Linked DNA regions of Siniperca chuatsi: region 2 is linked to region 1. The links are chromatin contacts, called in public Hi-C maps. All regions are on one chromosome and are shown on one strand. The core of a region is the stretch at or near the end of the contact, and the rest is flanking DNA. Distances in the headings are between cores, read along the strand shown. Region 1 overlaps qkia (protein quaking-A). Region 2 holds the start of qkia (protein quaking-A).

The links. Hi-C and Micro-C count contacts between places; a contact is called where the count stands out from the background.
Region 2: a Hi-C map of liver shows a contact between it and region 1, with 1.7 times the contacts expected there. The contact joins the promoter of qkia here to the enhancer-like site in region 1. A contact is called at or near these places in 2 of 3 Hi-C or Micro-C datasets (liver and skeletal muscle).

What each region holds. Positions count from the first base shown.
Region 1 is chrLG15:17,344,438-17,348,770 of ASM2008510v1, reverse strand. All of the region lies in intron 4 of qkia (protein quaking-A), which reads left to right. Among protein-coding and RNA genes, the nearest start is that of LOC122861993, 31 kb to the left of the region's middle. Within about 2 kb of position 2,265, the one cell type or tissue checked has an H3K27ac peak away from gene starts, as active enhancers do. A contact at or near this core is called in liver, where this site is marked.
Region 2 is chrLG15:17,398,257-17,402,589 of ASM2008510v1, reverse strand. qkia (protein quaking-A) reads left to right here and starts at 2,334. Exons shown (of 8, transcript XM_044167129.1): 1 at 2,334-2,803. The coding sequence starts at 2,659. LOC122861993 (a long non-coding RNA gene) reads right to left here. Exons shown (of 2, transcript XR_006374617.1): 1 at 4,137-4,333.

The DNA.
Region 1 (4,333 bases), core at 1,016-3,515:
GAGGTGCCATCATGCCAGGGTCTCCTGTCTAGTATGATCGTTCCTCCCTGTCTGTCTCAGCGAGGCCTCAGCCCAGCCTGACAATGTGGAAAGCACTTCAATTCATGTCCTCTTGTTTAAGGATTGCTTGTCTCTATTCAGCCTGCCTGTCACTTCTTTAGGCACTTGTTTTGTTTCTGAGTGTTTCAGATCTGCACAGCCTGTATGTACACACAGAAGATGTTGACACACTTTTACATGCACACACGCACACAAATATGTGCGTGCACACACAAACTTGAGGATGAAGCCATCTCTGGAAGCGGCAATGTTCCAAAGAGTGATGCAGAATGAGTCACTGTTAACACACATGTGTAGACACATACACAACAAAACCCCTTTTGGTGTCCTTTTTAAGTCAATGACAGCTCTCAGCAGCTTACACTCATCTGAATGGAGTGCCACAAAAATAGTTTCCCGACTTTTCTAGAAATCTCTATGCGTTTTGCAGCCTGAAGTGCATTAAAGATGGTCTAGTGATTCAGTACCTGAACCATTTATTGGTTTAAGAAGCTCTTTTATTTCTCAAACACAAGAAAGCAGCTTTGAGCTCTTTTGAGACACTAATGAAATCTTGCTCATAAAAAGTTTCACTCTACCCTTAATTCAAGAGTTTTATAGAGCTTATGACCCATTGTCTTCTACCAGAGGCCATTTTTCCTTCAAGCAAGGCATCTGTGTTCATTTGGCCTAAATGTAATGAAAAGATCCTTCCATCAGATAGACATAGTGTGTTGTGTGTTCTTCTGAGCCTCTCAAATTCACCTTTAAATGCTTTGATTCTTGAAGCCTAAAATGTCCCTGACTTCTTTTGTAATATAATATCAAAGGCACATTTGTCTCCTCTGTTTATATATATTCCAAATATTAAAGCTTATTACTCCAAAGTATATTTTCAATTAATATTTGCATTCGAACATATTTTAGTTCTTGCATCAATACCAGATTAATTTGTATTGATCAGAGACATAATGCTTATATTAGGGGCCAGACTCTTAATGGACATTACCTAAATAGCCTGACACTGGCCTAGGGTATGATAAATGTCAATAGAAGTGATGTAGTTTCAGTATGGCAGAATAAGCATCTAGTAGTCATGTCCCTGAATGTTTGGTTGGTGCATTATCAACCCATGAACCCCTCAGGGCACTGTATTTTCTTCATGTCATTGCATGCATGTGCATGCACACACATCATGAGTGGGTTGGCAGTAGGGCTGTCTGGCAGTAATGCCCTTTATCATGCTAAACTAGATTGGATTAAAGTATGGACACGCTGGGTATGCACTGTTCTAATGAAGGGCATCTTTTCCACATTTGGAAGTGTTAAATCGCCTTTATTAAATCGCACAGGAAACAAAATGAGGTCATGCTTTTTATTCCTTTCAAGGAACAGGCATTACTTGTCATTGAAGAGGACCCAGCTGCAGAAGTGAAACAAAGAGGGAGAATAGAGTGATAACCAAAAGGTTGTTTTGTTTGCAAACCTGGTGGTAAATTGAAGTTAAAGGCTTTCTAATGATAGTTTTGCTTTTAAATAATCTTTTAATTGACTCACTTGGGATTAGGAGCCAGGAAGTCTCGCGTGGAAAAAACCTATGCTTAACCAGCTGAGATAAACTCAGAGATGTAACAGTCAGGTTTATAGTGTTTTTTTATGTGGTGAGAGAATTGTATCGTATAAAGATATTGTTTAACAGTAATTTTTTTAATTAGATCATTGAAGGATGTACTTTTGACGATTTGTTCAAAGTCACTAAACTAACTTGCCGCATTTTGCAATAACAATATGCACTTATTGCAGTTTTACATTTTTCCGAAAGTTGTAAGACCAACCAAGTTTAACTTACCTTAGGCATCTAAGGTAAGTTACACTCTCTCAAGACATATGAGAGTATGTATGTTGTAGACACATTTTGTCTGTGCCTGAATCCATCATCAACATTTCAGTGGTTGACATGTTAGCTGAGCAAATATTGACTGTTGGGTAATGCCATGTCAATGGCTGCTCCTTACTCAGATATTGACAGTTGGAAGAGGGTACTGGTGGGAAGTGTTAAAGGTTCACACTTGTTCCTCTTTGCCCTCGGTAGCGCTCTTTTGCTCCCTAGTTCTGTGAACTTTTCAACTCTTCATGAACTGGGAGCAGGGGAACATCGGCGAGATGAGAGAGACAGAGAGAGAGAGATGGGTGGGAGAGCTTGATTGAGCTACTCTTTCAAGTGTGGATTTACTCCACTGATCCTGCCCTAGTGTGTGTGCGCACACACACACACACACACACACACACATAGATAGATACACACGTACACACAGATAGATACACATGCCCAGAAAATACTTATACATGCATGCACGTACACACACATAAGCACTGACTAAAATGCTCCGCTCATCCCTTGAGTCCTTGGTTAAGGCCCTCAAACGGAGCCGGCAGCAGAGCCCCACTGCACTTTAGGTAACCTCCACTCAGATACTTTCAGAGCTGTATGCATAAACACTGACTTGCCCATTCCACTTCCCATTTCTGCCCCTAGAAGGGCTGGAGAGCAATAATGATTGACCTGTAGGCAGGTATTGTCCTGTGATCTACAGCAGACCCTGGTCATTTGTGAAAGAGACAGTGACTTGTGTATATGCCAGAATTATGTAGAATGACATTGCCATCACAAATAAGAATCAGCTCTCAGCCGACTTGTTTAAACAGATACCCGCTCAACTTCAAATCCATCTGAATTACCGCCATATGTTATTAATGATCTTCTGCTGAGTTAAACTCCCTATGTCAAACAAAGCTTGGATGGCGAAACACAGAATTTCTTCTGTTGTGTAATATGACTTGGCCTGGCAACTGTATGCACATTGGGTGCCACATATCCGTACGACTTTGTATCAAGCTGTCCTTTGGTTTTAGAGCAGTTTTAGTGTAATCCTCATTAAAAGGCAAAACATGTAACATCGAATTCAGCAGAGGCATGGACGGAAAACACCTTTTTAATTGGATAAATCAACACAGAATCACTTGGGGCGGACAACAACTGCTGTGATCCTCTATATGGGTTGAAACATTTAAGCATGTTGCGCCTTTGGCCACATCCCTATTACATTTACACACACAAAGCAGGTATTTTACCGTTGGACAACTGAGACAAAAATGCCTGCTGTGACATCGATGATTGGGATGTAGATTCATCATAAGCCGTGCAGCAGCAGTTGTCTCCAAGTGATGTAGTGTAGATTTATTTTTTAATTTCCAATAATTGTTAGTTGCGAGATGCAATAAAATGATATTAAATTGCATTTAAATGCACAGAATGTTATACAGTGTAGGGGAGTGGTGGAGAAGGGAATGGGGGAAGAGAGAAAAAGTAGGGCATCTTTTACATTTTAGTAGCCTTTTGGGCTCTGATAAGAACCTGACAAGCTAGATAGACAAGCTTCTTCCTGTACTGGTTAACAGGCATAACAGGCACAATTAAATTAAACTACACCACCCTTGCCCGCCATATATGCACCATCTCAACAGCGGTTGAGATGGTATTCTTGGTCTTTTGGTGTCATGTGTAGGTGATGAGCAGTGATGTGATACTGACACTCAGTATGACAGCTTATTTAGATCTATCACTGATCCTCTCTTTCAGCAGGGAGGCATTGGCAGATGTGACGATAGATAGGTGACACTGAGCTTGTGTTTGGGTCCGCACATTTGGCTTTATTTGGCTGTATTTCTGTTTTTGTGTGTCTGTTTGTGTATATATGTGTGTGTGTGTGTGTGTGTGTGCATGTGTGTGTGTGATTGACAGTTGTATGCACTAGACATTGTTATGGATATAATAAATTCTCATTGGTCCCCTCAGGTCACAGCCCTGTTTGAAGTTCTTATGGGAAAATGACAGACAGGCAGACAATTGGACAAGGCCATCTGAGACCACACAAAGGCCTTGTCCTTAGGTAACCCTGAGTGCTTTCGCCTAAAGACACCTTTTCCTATTATAAGATTTTAAGAGTGCTAGAAACTTCTCTGTATTTATATTTTTCTTTTATGTACTTTTGCTAAATCTCACCCAAGTATAGTTGGATACAGTGTTTCTTTTTTGGATAAATTAAGGAGTCCTTAGATTTTTATCACGCTGAACTTGGTACACTAGTCAGGTGCGGACAGCAGAATTATATTCTGTCATAACATGTACTTTATGTTAAGAGGTCCCTTAAACCATTCTGCTTTTCTCTTTTCCTAGCATTTGTCTTCTAATTCTAGTGTGATAGAATTGGCACACTGGCTTTGGCCTTTGCAT
Region 2 (4,333 bases), core at 1,085-3,584, 54 kb before region 1:
GGAGTCTGTGACTTTTTCCATTGCTTATATTCAAAGATTAAGGGAGGAAATAAAAGAGAAACATAAAGTCAACACCATGAACAATTTAGCTATCTCCAAGTCACATGAAAAATGGGGTTTCTCATTCCCTCTGTCTATCTACACAGTCTTATCCACCAAAATTACTTATCAGTGTTTGACTTCAAGGGATATTTTATCATTCTGGCTTTAAGATAGCATGCTGATATTGCAGACCATTTGGATGACTAATATTACATGTCCTGTGTAATTGGTGGAGGTGCAAATGACAAGATACTATGCAAATACCTTACTATCTGTGTGACAATAAGTAATAAACTGCACCCTTGCCTTGATACCAGTGTTTCTGCAACCTTTCAGCAATCTAGCTCCAGTGATTAATATAATCAGGTTCATCAGACCTGCAGAAGCCTATGTAAAATCTTTCAAGATTAAAAACTTCAAAAAAAGTTCAAAAAGTTCAAAAATAATTATAGCAATAGCACACTGTAGCTATGTGTAGACGCTGGCTGATGGGCAGAGAAGCATGATCCAGTAGATGTGTTGCCCTGGTTGTTAAGGCAACTGTATCTGTCTTCCTGCTTTGATGTTGAGGCTACTGTCGCCTGCTACACTCCCAAATACTGTTATCTGGGGCTGGAGGACTGATTGCAAATATTTTTGTGGGGATACGTGTGATTTATTTATTTTTTTGTGTGTGTGTAAGCAGGTTTGTATATTTGTTGCATGCGTGTGACATATGTCTCTTGAGTTAATGATACAGAGCCCATTTCAGTCAAATTAAACTTGTCCAAATGCATCACCAGATCTAGTTAGAGTTGTTTGATCAATTTATTTAACATGCTGCAGTAATACTAAGAGTTTAGACTTGATTTACTATCCTCTATACCAACACAGTGTCAACAAACTGCAGCTAGAAGGTCATAGTGCAGCTGTTTGAGTATTCATGCACCCAGCGTGGGGACTACTTTTACAAAGACATGAGTGGGTGAGCAGTAAGCGGACAAATTGAATGAGGGCCAAGGTCAGGGCTCAGATTTAGCCGGGCCCCTCTCAGCCAACAGCTGTCAAAATCAAAACGGACCAGTTGTGGTTTATTTTTGCACTAAGCAGGATGTGAGAAACCGGAGGTAGCTGGTTTGTGTGTGTTCCATTGATCAGGGATGTTAATCTTTGGAGGATATGTAGAAAGGTCCTCCCAAGGACAGGACAATGAAAAGACTCTATTGATTACCAGAACATTTATCAATTGGTCCCAAGACAGATAACAAGATGTACAAGTCCTGAGTAACAAAAGGCATCTTTTAGGATATGGACTGCAGAAGTTAATTATTTTTAATCATTTCAGCATCCTAAAGTGAAGCCCACACATGAAATCCGCCTGATTCGTAGGCTGTTCTTGGCAAGTACACACACAAACACTGTATGAAGTGGCAGATTGAACACACATTCAACCCGCGTATGACTGTTCAAACCAGATCACTAGTCCACACCTGATTAGTAGACCCATACACGTCATTGCTAAACCATTGAATTACACCTGAGCTTGTAAAATCTAAGTGACAAATGGAGCTGCTGTGCTTTCAGGTAGTCGCTGGAATGTGTTTTCACACTGGATCGGCAACATGAAGGGCCGTGCTGACGATCTTGTGTAACATGGAGGACATTTCTGGCACTGTCTAAATAGGGTTACTAATGTAATCCTTCTAAAGCATTGTTAACCCTTCTTTGTTAAAACCTAGGTCTCTAGGGGAAAGGAAAGCAACATAAAACCAGTTGGAATTGACAAAAGAAAAAGTTATTTATTGGAGGAGCAGATCTTTTCTGACAAAGATGTAATAAAAAAAAGAACTGAGCTACAAAGTGAGAGGAGCCTGTGGGTGTTGATAAGTCAAAATAAATAGATATAACAAAAAGAGGACTCCTAACTTGTGATTTTTAAATGATTTACCTTGCTGTCAAAAACAAATAAAGAGCTCAGCTGACTCCACTTTTCACTGCCTTTGTTGTTAAAGTTATGAGACGACAGTGCCATACTATTGAGAAACAAAAAGATTGTTGGAGTCTAAAAATGTTTAACTGCTATATTTTTGCTATTAGTGAGGAAAGGGAGAAAGAAGTAAATGTGTGCTATTCTGTGTTGACAACACTTCAGGGCTTTATGTGCATTCCTGCGCACCGCACACCATTGCCCTGATTTTCTGTCCATCATTCCACCAACCACTGCGCCCCGCCCTCCTGGCTCGGGTGTGAGCGCTCATTGGTTCTCCCAATAGTCCCCTGTAAGCCCCGCTGGCCAATAGTCGTTGAGGAGGACGGAGCCTTTCCGGTGGAACAGTCTCTCGCGCCTACAGTGGTGGAATCGAACGTCCCCGAGCGCACACGGCGTAGAGGAGAGTACGGCGCACGAGTCTCTGGAAGGAAGATAACGGTTTCTTTTTTTGCCCCCTCTCCACTCAAACAACAAGAACAAACCAAATCTGAATTTTTAGGGGGGTTTACAGAGTCTTCTCATCTCAAGGAGGAGGGAAGCGAGGGATTGGATCCGCAAGTTTTTTTTCTTTTTCGTTTTTTTTTCTCTTTTTCCTAAAAGAGGATTCTGTGTTTCGCGGTGGTTTGTTCTCCGTTCTCGCCGCAAAGATGATGGTCGGAGAGGTCGAAGTGAAGGAGCGACCGAGGCCGAGTCCCGACTATTTGATGCAATTATTAAACGAGAAGAAGCTCATGACCAGTTTGCCAAATCTCTGCGGCATCTTCACACACCTGGAGAGGCTTCTCGATGAAGGTAAGTGGCAGTCTGGAGCGATCGGGGAGATGCCGGGGGAAAGCGTGACCACGGCGCAGTCCGGTGTCGGCACGGCTTCGCTGGGCGTCCCTGCTGCATAACGTTCTAGCACCGGACACACCGATACTGCTGACCGTGGCAGGCACAGTAACACTTAAAACTTCCCCCGAGCAATAACGTTACCTCAAATTCAAAACAAGAAATCCGGTCATATCCTGAGTGAGTTTGTTTAACCGTAGACCGCAGCGAGATGTGGATTTGAGAGTTGCGTTGCTAACGTTAGGCTTCCACAGAGTTTGTTACTTGCACTCCTGACTTTGTGGTGACAAGACGAAAACTTTCTCTCACAAACTTATAAAAATCAGAACTGTCTATCACTGTACATTTACTAACAAAAATCGCCCACAGAGAAGTTTTGAAGCACACTTGAGGTTTATCAAAGGCGAATCTCAATTAATTTAGACGGGCCCTGATTCCACATGTTCCACCGCGATTTAGCTTGGGTTAGCCACATTTTAAGCTAGCGAGCCTGGGTGTCTGCGTTCCGTTGAACTCTTCGGAAACCAAAAGGGCAGCGTTAACGTAGCTACGTCTTTAAATAAAGCCTTAACCAGTCAATACAGCGTTTCAGACAAATGTTAAGTGTTAAAAAGTTGACTGTCGCTCCCCTTATTTGTGCTTCCAGGGTTGTGTTAGTTGTTGCCCAGCGGCCGAGCTTAAAAGCACGGAGGAATGTGTCTGCTTGTTGCCCAAACAATGGCCAGTGAGTTGCAGCTCGGAGGGGGGGGGGTGCACGAAGATTATTTCAGCCGTCTAACTTTTTCATTAAAAGGGGCACCATTTTGTTTGTCTCCCTTCACCCGGCTAATACAATATTTGTCCCCAAGCCAGGGTATGCTTCTCTCGGTTATATTTCCTTCCCTTGCTGCAGCAGTCGTCGTGTTTTTTGCCTGTCAAGCGTGCCTTACCAAAATTGCGTCGCCTTTTATCGGCGGCGCCGTCCAGACGGGATTTGTCTGTCTACATGTATTTTCTACGCCTTGTCATATATTTTGGCACAAGCAGCGGCGCTGATAAACAAGGCTTAATCGCCGTTTATGTTGATAGTATCAATAATATAAGCTGGTCTAAGCGGAAGGTTGGACCTATGCTTTATGTAACTGAGCTGGAGACACTAGAGTGCGCCACAGCCCCCTAGCAGACTGTCCCCATGCTGTAGTGTCGGAGTGGACACCATGACACTTAAATAAAAATAACAGGCATTCAGACTACTCCACGGGATAAGTGAGTGACTTCTTCACATACACCATAGGACGTAAATTGCAGTGCGTACCTTTTATAGTTTCGGTTGCTTGTCTGGATGAGTAGGCTCTGTAGTATGTAGTTGCTAAACCGGTCTGCAAAGAAATTCTTACTTCCTTGATGAGTGATAAACAAAACACATTGGACGTAAAGTGGACTATTTCCTCCCTGCCCCGCTAGAAAGCTACAACAGAGCAAACATAAATGTATCTAACGCTAACTAAAATG